2 separate regions of the Mus musculus genome follow, and region 2 is linked to region 1. A link is a contact called in public Micro-C data. All regions are on one chromosome and are shown on one strand. Each heading gives the region's core, a stretch centred on a gene start, on an enhancer-like site or on the middle of the called end of the contact. The rest is flanking DNA. Distances are from core to core; before and after follow the strand shown. Region 1 holds the start of Elac2 (elaC ribonuclease Z 2). Region 2 holds the start of Arhgap44 (Rho GTPase activating protein 44).

Region 1 (7,164 bases), core at 1,895-4,394:
CAAGGCCCTAAGAAACACCTCTCGGACTGGGGAAGGAGCCTGGGGCCAGAGTGGAGGTTGAGAGATGCAGAAAGGAATGCAGGCATATACCAGATTATAGTACTTCCTGCCTACCCAGCCAGTATTCTTGAGGCATGAGAGGAGCAAGAGGGGCTGGAGAGAGTTAAGAGCAGTGGCTGCTCTTCCAGAGGACTCGGTTTAATTCTCAGTGCCCACAGCAGCTCAGTACTGTCTGTAACTTCAGTTCCAGGGTATCTCACACCTCATACAGACATATATGTAGACATAACACAAAGGCATGTGAAATACAAGTAAATCATCAAAAAGAAAAGAGAAAGAACCAACAAAGAACAGAATCACAGCTCTTAAAGAAACCATGGCATGCTGAAAGGAAGCATGCGATTCTAAGTCTTGCTTTAAGGCAGCTCTTGATGGATTCTAATTTACAAAGCAGGGCTCATGTAAGAAAAAACGTAAGACAGTAGGTCACAGTCAACAACATACCCAGTTCTATTCCTTTCAATGGACCAGAAAATATTTTGATTGCTTCTAGATATTTCTCCTAAAAAATAAGGAAGAAGTTATGTTTTAAACATAGGGCACAGTAATGTATTCAAGTAAGTACTATATGTACTCTAGGCAAACACAAAACTTAGCTAGTACTTTAAATTTCATCTAGACAGTTATTTGTTGTGCCCAGTGTCATTAGATGCCACCATTTAGCAACAGTAAGAGATATGAAGTTTTTGCTCTCATTAGAACAGAGATGGAGAGGAAGCCAACGATAACACAAACAACTCAGTAACAATCAGGTACTCTGAAAGAAATGAAAGACGGGGCAGACACCAACTTGTGTGGTACACCTCCAGGGGGAATGACTTTTGAAAGCAAGACAAGGGGCAGGGCTGGCCCTCGTGGCTCCAGCTCGATGACACAGGTAGAAGTATGAACAGCAGCCTGGGCTTGTGGGACTTAAAGACCACCCTGTGGATCACACACACACCACACAGGGAAAGCTTAGGGCGGGAAGCAGTGCCCTGCATGTACACCATGTTCTGGCTGCCACACAGGGGAGGACTGCTGAGAAGTAGGAACTGACAAGCAAGGCTAATTTGGTTCACAGAGAGTGAAAGCTCAAGGAGGAAGAAGAGAAGCTAGAGACAAAGTTAGATGTCTTAAGTTGAATAGGAAAGAAAGAACGCTGTAATTCATGAAGTCCTTCTTTGGTACCATAGTGAGTGATTTAGTCCCTCCCATGTACCACTTCACGCAATTCAACTTTAACAACCTATGGATCATTCTGGCCACTTTATAAATTAAGAAATTGGGGCTGAGAGGCAAAGTAGCTCACCCAGGACCACACAGTTAGTATTTACATACTATGAAAGGAGATGTGTTTAACTCCACTACCTGTTATCCTTGAGGGCAGAAGGTTAAGTTACAAAAATGAAGACTGCTACCATTTTTAAAGGAGGTGGTTTTAACGGGTGACCAGGAGACACTCACCAGCTGTGGTGGTCCAGACAGAACACATTTGGGAAGCCCGGTTTCCTTTAAAGTTAAAATCATTCCTTAAAAGAATGTAAAGAGAAAATAAATAAAAATCCAGCACTCTCAACTTAGCCTGCAGGCCCTGTCCGGTATGTGGTATGTGTGTGTGTGTGTGTGTGTGTGTGTGTGTGTGTGTGTGTGTGTGTGTGTGTGCATGGTGGTGGGGTGCTTCTGGCTATACTAGTTATTTACCTACGTGTCCCTGTTCTAGGGTATAAGCAACTATACAATACATAAAGAGAAAATAATGTTAGCATTGATCTAACCATGCATCAGAGCAGGGTCTGCTATGCAAGGGGGAGGAGGGCACAGTCCACTACCTCATTCTCTCCTCTGCCCATACTACTATGCTTTCAAAATCTGGCAGCCACACAGTCTGGATGACAGTATGTGTCTGAATCCAGCTGCAGAGTCTGATCAGCACCCACCACAGCACTCTGTTGTTAAATCTGTGGTCCAGGTGGAGGTTGTAACCATATCAAGGCCTACTTTTCCGAGTCTAGGTTTTCACACCCCCTACTCAAGCTGACTAAGCTAGTGTACCAGGAATTCTATCTCCCCTGGGCTAGGAAGATGAACAAATGAGCTGCAAGCCATGTTAAGCCCCCAGAAACTTCCCACCGGCCCCTGACCTCCAAACACATACTCACCACACAACCCCCCAACATTTGACCAATGCATCCGAGTCAGAAAGATGTTGTCCAAGCGAGCGACTTTCAGTCTAAGAAAAAAACATACATTTCAGCCAGATGAAACAAAGACGACCAGAGACCGTGTCTGCTGAGAAGTCTCATCTGCCTCTCACCTCAGCTTTCAAGCCCATAATCATCTCCACCCCAGAAGCCAGGAGTTGACTCACTTGTGTTCCTGCATAAGTCGTTGGACGCCTTCTCCGCAGTTAAAAAGGTACCTACAGGAGGAACATTACTGTACTTACAAGTATACTCTGTAAAATGCTTTACTGTAGATACAGCGACATAAATGACAGGGTTCTCATACTGCCTAGTAGGTTTTGAGCCCTCTTTGGTTAGTGACGGAAGAGTGTAGTTTGGTATAGATCAATGGGGAGTGATGTCTTTCCCCATCGACTTATGAAACCGGTCTAGCCCACACACTCACGGTGAGGCCCCCGCTTTGGGATGGTGATGGTGAGAGTCGGGGCACGGGAAGTTTTGCCCGGATACCTGAAAGCCATGCTGACTAAGGGAGGTAAGGGATATATACAGGATTGGACAGGAGGCCTCCCGAGCACGTGGCGCTGGGGCCAATCCCCCAGGGCTGTCGGCCCACTCTGACCTGTTGTATTCCGAGAAGACATAGAGAGCAGCCCCCGCGTCCCGGCCGCCCGCCGCCACCACCTGCAGGTACACGGTGTTCGGGCCCCCGGGACCCGGGCCGCGCTTCTCCCGCGTACGCAGGTGTCGCAGTGGGTCTTTGGATGGCCGCGGCCGACGAGCCGAACCCTGCGACATGGTGCGCAGGCCAAGGGGACGCAACAGTGAGCGGAGCGCCCACATGCACCCGACCACACCAGGCTGACAAGGCAGCCAGACCCCTCACGCCGCCACAAGCACCGCCCCTCCACCGCATGGCGGAACTGACCAATCAGCGCGCCGCCGCGCTAGCTGCCCGCCCATCCAAAGCTCCGCATCCAATCGTAACGAGCCTTGGAGCTCGGAGTCTGTCAATCAAGGTGGACGTAGAGTAAGCGAAAGCTAGAGCGTCGCCGGAGGCCCCGCCCCCCTCACCGGTTCCGGCTTTCCCTGTTGACGTTTTCCGGTTACTGTCACTTGGCGGAAGCGGGACTTCTGAGAGTGCAAGTACTCGAAAGGCATTACTGGGAAAGGACTGAGTCTTTTTCAGGTTCATCGTCTTCTGTCAGGAGCTCTGCCCTTCGACAAAAGTATTCCAAGTTTGCATTGTTCTTGCTTATGATGATGGTGACGATCTCATGGGAGATAGATCTGGCTAATTTGATTTCCACCATAAGAACACATTTCAGATGATATTCTTTGTTTTGGCGTGAGAATAGAGATGAAAAGACTAAGTAAACTTCGTAGTGTTGCGTCTTATTGCTGTTATGAGCCGGTCCTCTCTGCCTTGCATTCCTTACTTCAAGACGGAAATAGTTTAACAGTGCTTATCTTTGGGAGATATTTAGAATTAACATGGCTGTGGGGACCTCGAAAGTCGACTTAGGACACCCCAAGACCAAGTTCTCAGAACAAAGGAGATTTATTTTCCCCAGAGAGACAAAAGGCAGTGAATAAGAGACAAAGAAAGAAGATAGAGACTAGGACGAAGAGAAAAGGGTCAAGAGAGAGGAGAGAGGAGTATTTGCACCCGAAACACGAAGGGCTGCCTCTGGATAGGGAGGAGACCGACCCATAGGCAAATAACAGTTCATAAAGGTTAAAAAAAAAATCCGATGTTAGGATAAGTTGGTTTGTTTTGATTGTGTATATTAATTACATAAGCCAAAGGGGGCTTTTCAAGGGGCTGGACTTCAGTGCTTTGTTAGCTGGACCTTAGTGGTCAGCCTCAAGAGGAGAAAATGGTCAAATAAGGGAATAGACCTTGGTGTCTAGCTTTATGGATGTAATCTAATGATTTTTAGCAAGATGGAGGGTATGGCGGTGAAGCCAAGGCCTGCCAGAGTCGTATTTGGCATGCTTGGTTGGCTAAAGGCCCTTTGATGGTCGGTGCTTTGAGTGGCACTAAAGAGATACGCAGAATAAATAATAGAAATTTATGGAGAAGAAAATGTTGCCACCTGCAGGAAATGTATTTAAACAAGTATTCAGGGAGACTGTCAGATGTCTGAGGCTGGACTGTCAGGTGGCTCTGAGGCTGGAGCTGGACAATCAAGATAGTGAGTTGGAGGTGAACCTGGGGCTACATGAGACCCTTTCCCAACTTGGGTGGATGGGCAGGAAGACACACACACTTTTTTTTTTTTTTAATGCTGAGACCAAATGGATCGATCATAGTTCAAGATCACTATTTTTGAGAGGTCGGAGTTTCTGTTGCCAGCACCTACATGGTGACTCACAAGTTATCTTCTGAGACTCCATTCCCACAGAAACTCACATCTTCTGACCTTAGCAGGTATCAGTTAGGCACCTGAAGTACAAACATACATTCACAAAAAACATCCATATACATTTCAAAACAGTAACATCCAGGAATGATGGCTCCCCTGAGGTCAAGCCCAGCCTGGGGTCCTTAGTGGATCTAGGCTAGCAGAGAAAGAGGGAGGGCAGACTGAGAGGATGACTATGTGCGAGTCACTGTAACATTCCGTGTCCCAGTGTGGGTCATTTGAGAAAAAGGCCTACTACCATTTCAGAGGCTCTTGAGGGTTTCTCCACAACAGAGCTCTCCGTTGAATCCTCTAGAAATTCAGAAAGCACACTTGAGGAATGTGGCGTGGTGTTTACTGGAGAGCCTCACTGAATATGAAACTGGCTCTGTGACAATTACCATCCTACTTGAAGTAATCATACCAGTGAGCGGCAGGGAAACCCCAGATAACTGAACATCTTTTAAGGAAAGGAAAGGTTGTAACATACTATTACCCAGCCAAGAACAAGAAGAATTACACTTGCTTGGGGCTAGTTAGGATTAAGATTAGGGAAATCACATTTATGAAATCTTGAATATCTTGAGCTTTATAAGATAGTGGCTGCCATTTTAGTTTAAGCCCCTAAAGCTTTTACCACACACACACACACACACACACACACACACACACACACATTTTATCAAGAGAGTGTCTCTCTGTGTAACTTTGGCTGTCCTGGAACTCACTCTATAGACCAGACTGGCCTCAAACTCAGAGATCCATCTGCTTTTGTCTCCCAGGTGCTGGTATTAAAGCCATGTACCACCACCACCTGTCTTAAATTATATCCTTTAGTCAACAACTTTGGTTGATGTTGGCAAAAATTAAGCCATTTTTTTAAAAGTGGGGGGATTGGGTGTTGTCTTGGTCTCTTGAGTGTTTCGGGGGAGAGGGTCTGTTGTAGGGGTCAGGAGAGGTTAACAATCTTTGAAAAATCAACTGGATCTGAGAAATGCCATATCTGCAACCTACTTCAGAGTTTCAGCAGTGGCCTGTCTTAGAACTTTTGACTCCATTTTAAAATCCCCAGACCAATGCTACATGCCATTTCAATTTTTTGACACCTCCACTCCTGCAAATATTAAAAATCACAATTTTTTATTTTGTTATTTTGAGACAGGAGTCTCTATGTAGCCCTGGCTGTCTTGGAACTCTCTACGTAGACCAGGCTAGCCTTGAATTCACAGGGATCCACTAGCTTCTGCCTCCTGAGTGGTAGGATTAAATGTGTACACCACCACATCTGGCACATTAAAAAAAATGTTAGAAATTCCAGTAAAAATTCATGTAGGAAACAGGCAGTGGTGGCGCATGCCTTTAATCTCATCACTGGGAAAGCAGAGGCAGGTGAGTCTCTCAGTTTGAGGTCAGCCTGGTCTAGAGTGTGAGTTCCAGGACAACTAGGGCTACATTGAGAAAACTTGTCTGAAAAAAAAAATCAAAACAACAAACAAAAAAATCCATTTAGGAGAACCTTTTCATACTAAATCCCATACAGAAAACAAAAGTGAAGCCCTGTTATTGTTGTTCTAGGCACACATCTGTCAGATATTCTCAAACTGAGCATACTTTAAGCTATAGGAAGTATTTTCACCGGTGGCAGGAGATGCACCTCACAGCTGCAAGCTGTAATAGTCTTGAATACAGAGACCTCTACTCAGATAAAGCTGGGGCTCTGACTACTTGGTTGAGAACCCTATTGGGCTGCTTCCAGAGGGCTTCCCCAGTTGGTTTCTGCTGGATATTTTGAGTGTCCAATTGGTGTTTTTGTGTTATCCCTCTCTCAATGTTTATTTATTCTTTTACTTTGGCTTGCTGTGCTTAATAAAGTCACCTCTTCAAAACTAAACATGACTATCATAGCTTGTACCATAATAACATTCCTGCTATTGTGTATGACTTTATATGGGCTCTATGGATTTGAACTCAGGTCCTCATATTTAAGTGCCAAGTGCTTTACTCTGAGCCATTTGCACAGCCTGAGACACAGATTTTGACTGTAAACCTAGCTCATCTTAGACAATTGGATGGGATGAAGAATCACTCAGCCAAACTGGCATCTATGTCAGGACACATGGTGAGATAAGCTTGCCTCCAGACTTGCTGAAGGTGAGAGAGCCTGGCTGTCAGGAATATCTGGGGAGTGGAAATGGAGAACATGGACTTTGAGAACCCAATGGTACTCTGAATTACTATAAGGTACCCACTTCCATTTACTTACTTGTTCACTGCCATACGTAGAGACTACCCTAAGCCCAGTGGCTTGGGATCATTTCCATCCTTTATTGCTCATGGAGGGATACATCCAGAAGGATGGCTTGTCTCTCTGCAACTTGAGGGTTTTTTTTCCCTAGAATGTTCAATGAGAAGTGGCATGACCAAATGACCTTCCAAGCTAGGCATTGTGATATTGATTGTTGGCTGAGGTGCCACTAGACTCTAAGTAGCTTCTCCACCCATGTAGACTGTTCTTTTACAGTGGTCAGGCT
Region 2 (7,164 bases), core at 1,223-3,722, 180 kb before region 1:
ATAGAATACCCAAGATACAGTCCACAGAACTCAAAAAGGTCAACATGATGAAGGGCCCAAGTGAGGATGCCTCAGCCCCACTTGGGAGGGAGGGAGGGGCCTGGGAGGGAAAGGGGATGGGGGGGGGGAGAGGGGAACATCATCTGGTATTGGGGGGGGGGAAGACTGAAGCCCTGGGGGCCAGAAGAAAGAATGGAAACAGGTAACCTTGGGAGGTAGGAGTTTGGGGAAACCCTTCAGAATGCACCAGAGGCCTGGGAGGTGAGAGACTCTCAGGACTCAAAGGGAGGGACCTTAGATGAGATGCCCTACATTGGGAAGAGGGAACTTGTAGAGCCCACCTCCAGCAGAAAGACCCAGCATCAAGTGAGGGATGGGGTTGCCATCCCACAGTCAAAACTCTGACTCATAATTGTTCCTGTCTGAAAGAACTGCAAGGATGGAAATGGAGAGGAGCTCCAGGAAAAGAAGGTCCAGCGACAGGACCAAAGTGGGATCCAGCTCAAGGGGAGGCCCCAAGACCTGACACTATTACTGAGGCTATGGAGCGCTCACAAAAAGTGACCTATCATGACTGCCCTCCAAAAGACTCAACAAGCAGCTGAGAGAGTCAGATGCAGATATTCGCATCCAACCAATGGACAGAAGTTGCTGACTCCTGTGGAGGCTGAGGAGGAGGGTGACCCTGTAGGAGGACCAGCAGTCTCAATTGACCTGGGCCCCTGAGATCTCTTGGACACTGGAACACTATCCAGGCAGCATACATCAGCTGATATGAGGCCCCCAACAAATATACAGCAGAGGACGGCTGGGTCTGGGTTTAGTCAGGAGAAGGTGAACCTAACTCTCAAGAGACTGGAGGCCACAGGGAGTTTAGAGGTCTGGTGGGGTGGGGGGTGGGGACATCCTTGTGGAGACAAGGGGGGTGGGGAGGAGGTATGAGATGTGGAATGGTCGGAGGGTGGAACAGGAGGGGAATAACATCTGCAGTTTAAAATAAATATAAATAAATAAATAAATAAATAAATAAATGAATGAATAAAGGATTTTTAAAAACTCAAAATAGAAGTACTTTGTTTATATAAACATGACGTTGACATGACTGTATGTTGCCACATACAGTCAGTCACAAGCACGATGCCTTCACTGCTAATTGACCAGAACTCTTGACCTAATAAGCAGAGGCTGAGCTCACAATTAATTAAAGATTTCATGTTCATTCAGCCAAAACATGCCTCAAACCATCATTTGTTCCGCTGGCCAGTAAGACACTTACATCCATATTTAGGGCATCTTTCTACTGTAATCAACACACTGCAGAGAATCTCGGGTCATAGATGGATGCTCTTCCTTTTTTTTTTTTTTTAAACTATTTTCATAATAGGAATGATCCTGGATTTTCCCATTATGCTATCTTCCATTGTATCTGCCACAGTGGACTACATGATAGCCTGTATGTAGTTAGATTTGGAAAACAGCACTCTTTCATTTCCATCTACCAAACAGCAGTGCTTTCTACTTGAGATAGGGAAGCTGGAGATGAGAGAGTCCCAGCAGTTTTCCTAAAATTGCTGATTAAATATGTGAGATTCTAATGGGAAGACTCACATTTGTTTGATCCAATGTCTCTACTGCCCAACAACTCTGACTTGATATATATAAAGATGACAACTAATTGAGATCACATGTGATTTTCTTTCTTTTTTTTACATTATTTATATTTATTTAGTGTGTGTGTACGTAAGACAACATGCAGGAGTTAATTTTCTCCTACCGTGTATGTTCTAGACACTGAACACAGGTCAATAGGCTTCTTTACCTATTGAGCCATTTGCTGTCCCCCTCACCTGCCACCTTCCAAGTCTAATGAGCCACAATTTCTTTCAACCAGCTGGTAAATGCCAGTGGGCTGCCCAGCTGATACCATTTCAGGTCTAGTGGCGGTAAGGAGATGGACATAGCTATGGTAATAGAATCTAAATCATACAAGAAAGCTGTCTCAGGTTGTGCTAGTAGACAAGACGTTACTGATTCAATCTTATGTAAACTTTTGGTTACTTACTGGGTTTGAAAAAGATTAAGGATGGCATTTTGGGATGCATGCTACGCCTAGTTCGAAACCCCTTTGTCCCAAGCTTAACACTGTGATTGAACACCAATAAGGTGACTTTATACAATTTAACGAACACATCTGCCTAACATATCTTCATATGAATTCAACACTGAACATCTCGCATTCGCTTGAGAGAAAATAGGAGTCAGACGTTTACTCTGTTTGTTGTTGTGTCGTTGGTTTCACTATTCAAGCACGAAAGTATTTCCTTTACTACAAGGCTAAAGCCTAAACGTCTTGGTCATACTGTCTTCTCTCACCTCTGCACAAAAGCTGTCCCTACAAACTTTGGACAGAGGAAAGGTGGGAGCGGCAAACTACAAGTCCCAGCATGCACGGCGCATTCCGCACAGGCGCACGGGGACCACCCGGCCAGCTGGCTAGCCAGCCTGCGGAGACTCCCCGGTTCGCTCGCCGGGCTGGGGCTGGGGGCTAGCTACAGCTGGGGCTGACCGCCGGGCGCCTTGGGCGGCCCCGGGCGTGGCACAGAGAAGGATGCGGCGGGCGGACTAGGCGGAGGTGCTCTCGGGAGGCTGGGCGCGGGCCAGGCGGCTCCCCAGGCTCCGCAGTGCCGCCGCCGTCGCCCGGGAGGCTGGGCGCGGGAGCCATGTAACCCTGCGGTGGGCTCCGGGCAGCTCAGTCCTTCCCCAGCTCCCGGGCTAGCGCGGCAGCGGGGCCACGATGAAGAAGCAGTTTAACCGCATGCGCCAGTTGGCCAACCAGACGGTGGGCAGGTAGGTCACCCGCTGGCCGCCCAGGGCCGGCACGCCCGCGGGGCTGCATCTGCCAGGCGCAGGTGATGGAGCTGCCCGGCCTGGAGCTTGTGCGTCCCTCCTGGGTCCGCGCGGGTCGTTGGTGAGACCTTTCCTCTCCCGACCCCTGCTCGCTTCTCGCTCGCCGGTCTAGGCTCAGAGAGTGACGCATCCTCACCTGCGTCCCCAGCTGCCCCTTCACCTCGCCCTCTCTGCCTTTCCTCGGGACTCCCTTTTCCTCTGGTAGCGATTCTTCCTGGAAACAGGTGTTTGCTCTGCTGGAGCTGCTGGCTGCCGAGTCGTTGGCTGCCTCTGGAGATCTCTTCCTCCCTGCGCCCAGTTCAGGGCTGCTTAGGGTCCTGAGGTAGTGTTGGGCCTGGTCGACACCCTCCTTCCCCACTGGAGCCCTGTTTGTTTTCAGGGGCTGTGACTGTATGGGATGCTGGATCACTTTCCTGGCTGTTTTTTCCTCAGCGTTTGGGGGTGGGGAAAGGATGGCGAGAAGGGGGAAGGTGCTGGCTGATGTAGGCTCGGTCCCAAGACTGATTTCAGTGGAGGGAGGGAGGGAGGCTGCGAAAGTGAGGTTCAACTCCCTTGGAAGATGAGAGGAGGATCAGAGAGAGGAGGATCAGAGGCTCTCAGCCAGGTAGGGGATGGGACAGTCTCTCCTCCCTCCCAGTCCAGAACAGCTTGGCCCCAGGAATCTGCAGGACCCAGACTGCTCTCATCTTGGTGAACATGGACTAGATCTGGGCCAGTGTCTCCAGGAGCGGATCTGTGGGGTGCCAAGATCTATTAAGGTTACATAAGGATTCTTAGTGGGTCCCGTCCAAAGCTAGACATTCTTGAAACACAGGCTTGTTAGATAGAGGGGGATTTTTCATGGAATCTGTGTGCCCAGGGCCGGATTTCTGTGTGGTTGTTAAAGGAATTTAGGTGTGCAGTTTAAAGTAAGCAGAAAGGGAAGAACCAAGCCTTGGGTGCAATTCAAGTGCAGGCTCCACACATAGAGTGCTCTCGGCCAGGTTTGTTGAGAAACCAAATACCTTTCTTGGGTGGGAAATGGAGCTTGAGCTGGCACCTGGTAGGGTGGGGGTGGGGACTTCCCTGGAGAATAGAGGACATGAGGGAAGCATACTGCCCTAGTTACAGTGGGCATTTGAGGGCAGGGGATGTGATGGCTTCTCATGCTTTCAGGAACTCCAGATGGTTTCCAAGTAACCTAAGCGTTTCCAAGCTTCTAAACTAGACTTGGATTCATTTTCCCTTCCCAAACACATGTGCTTTAACATGAGGGGGGAATTTATGAATAGCAGAGTCAGATTAGCCCAGATTTTTGGCACGGTATTGCCACAAATATAGCCTCACGTGGACTGTCTTTGGTATGTTGGATGCTGAGATAGTGCTTTCCTGGTACTGGGGGGTGTAGCTGTTGGTTGTCAAGCTGACCATTCTTTACTGTCTTGGCTTCTGGATCACACTCCCTGGGCTCTGGCATACATGATGGCAGTAGACATCCCAGGGGTGGGCCCCTCACTCTGACCACAGGTTGCTGTTTCTCATGGAGTATTCTCAGTCCACTTAGTAGCCTGGTGTTCTCTTGGAGTGTTAGAGATTGGTGCTCGGATATAGATGTCTCAGGGAAGGCATTCGTGTTGCTTCCAGACACCTGGCTCCTATCTTCCTTCAGGACTTGTTTTTAAGTTGTGAGATTTTTGAGGCATGGGCATAGGAACTATATTTTTCACTGTCATTCGTGGAGGAAATGAAAAATAGGCAAAAGCAGACTGAATTATTATTATTATTATTATTATTATTATTGTAAAAAGTAGTCTTATGTATTCAAAGAACATTCTTAGAAGTACAAATCCAGGGGCTGCACCCTGCTATGCCAGAGCTGCTGAGCGCTTAGGTGGATGACCAACATGTACAAAGTTGAGGCCTGACTTGTGTCTGTTTTGGTGAAGTTTAGAGTAAACTGTTGAAGCAAAAATTAGTTTAGGATACTCTACTGCTTCAACACTTCCAGTGCCATCATTTTGCTTAGCAGCCCCAGCATTTCAGTAGCCACATCCCTCTGGACCCCCCTTTGTCTCAGCATGCTCATTTTGTCTTCCTGTCTCCCTGTCCCTGAACTCCTGTGCTTCGGACACATGAAGCCCAGCTCCACTTTAGAGATTTGTTCTTGCTGACCACCAATTTTTACTACCTGGTTGAGGATGTGGTCTTCCCAAATTGCTTTCTCATCAATCAGCACTTGGCTCTCAGGCTCAGATAAAACCCCTGCTCCCTCACTCTTACCCATCATTCTTTTCATTTTTGTCCACTACTCCCCACAGTTTGAAAGCTTGTACCTTTTTGATTTTTGCCCGTCTGTCTCCAGTAGAATGTATTGATCACCCTCGCATGCCAAGGGCACAGAGCAGTGCCTTGTAGACGGTTGGTGCTCGGTCAATATTTATTGCCAAGATGAAATGGTTTACTTCTGGCCAGTGATGGGAATGAAAGGAGGTAGCGTGGGGGTTCTTCTTCCTATTGAGAATGTTGAGAGACTCAACCTGTGCATTGGGAAAGGGGCCATGATTTGCTTCTTAGTATCTCCACTCACTAGCAGCTCATAGTGCTGGAAGTCTGGATGGTAGGTGTGATGTCATAAAGTGCTTTGTAGAGAGGCCTTAGTGACCTCTTTCCGGTAGAGAGGTGAGCTTGAGAGCTGCTCTTCTCCACCACTCCCCACCTAGCTCACTTTCTGTAACTCACAGGTTTTGGGATTATTACAAATGAAAAACTTCTGGGCATTGGCTTATCTTCTCAGAACTGGGCATATCTTAGTAGAAATCAGCAACTTAGCATAGCAACTATAGGAAGAGTCTAGCATGTATGGAGCTCTGGGTTCAGTCCTCAGCACCACATGGTGATACATACCTGTAATCCGCCTGAAGGTAGAATTGGGAAGGCAACATAGTGAGTTCAAAGCCAACCTGGACTACATGAGGTCTTGCTTTGGTCATCTTCACATGTTTCTGCCTTGATTTTCCCATATGTGTTTCTTCACTTCCGACCCTACTCTGGAAAGTTCTCCCTGGCCAGCCTGTGCCTGCTTATCAAGTGATTATCAAGTGGGACACATTTGCATGGTTGCTTAATGATCTTGTGATTAGCTCTCTGCACATTTTTTTTTATTAGCAAAATGAGAACAGTGATGGTTGCCCCTTGGAGATATAGACATTGTAATGATGGTGGAGTTACCCCAGAAAAATGGCTAAGAGTAGCTTTAGGATCTTTGGGCCAGCATTCTAACTCTTTTTGGATGGCATGTTGTGCTCAGTTATTCAGTGTAAAATCACTGGCTGTCTCCTCTGGGCCACACACTATTCCGATCTGGGAATATTACAGTGCCGTGATCTGGGAATATTACAATGCCTTGATCTGGGAATATTACAGTGCCTTGATCTGGGAATATTACAGTGCCGGGCAAACTGAAGTTCTGTTCATTGGAGCCTGAATTCTAAGAGTGTGCTGCGCTTTTGATGGTTCATTTGTTGTGTGATCTTTAACTTGCCGATCATCTTCCCAGCTCGATTTGTAAGCTCCTTTGGAGGCAGAGACAGTGTGGCATGCAGAGGGTTCTCTGAAATTCCTGGGCAACTGGATCAAAAGATGTATGCATTGTAAGCAGAGGACTCAAGGAGAGTAGTTCAAAGACGCAGGGAGAGCACCTGCTGCTGCCTTTTTGGAGGAGCGAAGGGCGGCAGCAGCTGCTGGGTTGTGGACTGGAAGGAGGGCTCAGCCTCATGCATGCCGCCATTTGCTGCTTGTTGTTGTTGTTGTTGAAACTTAGAGTCTACTTGGGGTTCTACCCATCCTGAGAGCCTGTTCTTCTTGGAAGTGATATCTGGCTTGTCCTGGGTGAAACACAGAGCTGAGCGGAAACTTTAGCACAGGGCGAAAGAGAAGATACAAGAACCGGAAGTCAGCCCCTGAAGAGAAGATACAAGAACCGGAAGTCAGCCCCTGTTAAGGACTTGTTTTTCGGTCTGTAGGTGGGGAGCACAGTAAGCCGCCATCTTAGAGGGCTGGGATGAGGTTGGAGAGAGCCTGGCCTGGTGAAGGGCTCACCAGATGGACCACGAAGGTTCTGATCGTTTTTCTTGAAAGTTGACCCAGTCTTTGGAAGACATTAGCCTTCTATGTACAGGGTCTTGGAAATGGGTTCCAGTGGCGACTACCCAACTGCTCTGCGAGGGGTCTGCCCTTGGAGGAAAGCTGGCAGAGTTCCAGAGGAAGCAAGGAGCCCCA

Evidence for each region. A called contact is a pair of places that touch in the nucleus more often than the background predicts.
Region 2: a contact with region 1 is called in a Micro-C map of embryonic stem cells, with 4 times the contacts expected there. The contact joins the promoter of Arhgap44 here to the promoter of Elac2 in region 1. A contact is called at or near these places in 1 of 39 promoter capture datasets (stem cell-derived epiblast-like cells), 4 of 484 Hi-C or Micro-C datasets (embryonic stem cells, nephron progenitors and olfactory sensory neurons), 1 of 115 datasets of contacts at active chromatin or transcription factors (embryonic stem cells) and 2 of 9 other capture datasets (adipose tissue and pancreatic islet).

What each region holds. Positions count from the first base shown.
Region 1 is chr11:64,975,015-64,982,178 of GRCm38.p6, reverse strand. Elac2 (elaC ribonuclease Z 2) reads right to left here and starts at 3,144. Exons shown (of 24, transcript NM_001362983.1): 1 at 2,848-3,144; 2 at 2,411-2,461; 3 at 2,202-2,272; 4 at 1,507-1,571; 5 at 505-562. The coding sequence starts at 3,068.
Region 2 is chr11:65,158,269-65,165,432 of GRCm38.p6, reverse strand. It overlaps Arhgap44 (Rho GTPase activating protein 44), which reads left to right and starts at 2,472. Exons shown (of 20, transcript NM_001099288.1): 1 at 2,472-2,847. The coding sequence starts at 2,795. It overlaps LOC115487730 (a long non-coding RNA gene), which reads right to left and starts at 5,553. Exons shown (of 3, transcript XR_003949568.1): 1 at 5,220-5,553; 2 at 3,044-4,612. 1700086D15Rik (a long non-coding RNA gene) reads left to right here and starts at 5,533. Exons shown (of 2, transcript XR_003949567.1): 1 at 5,533-5,565.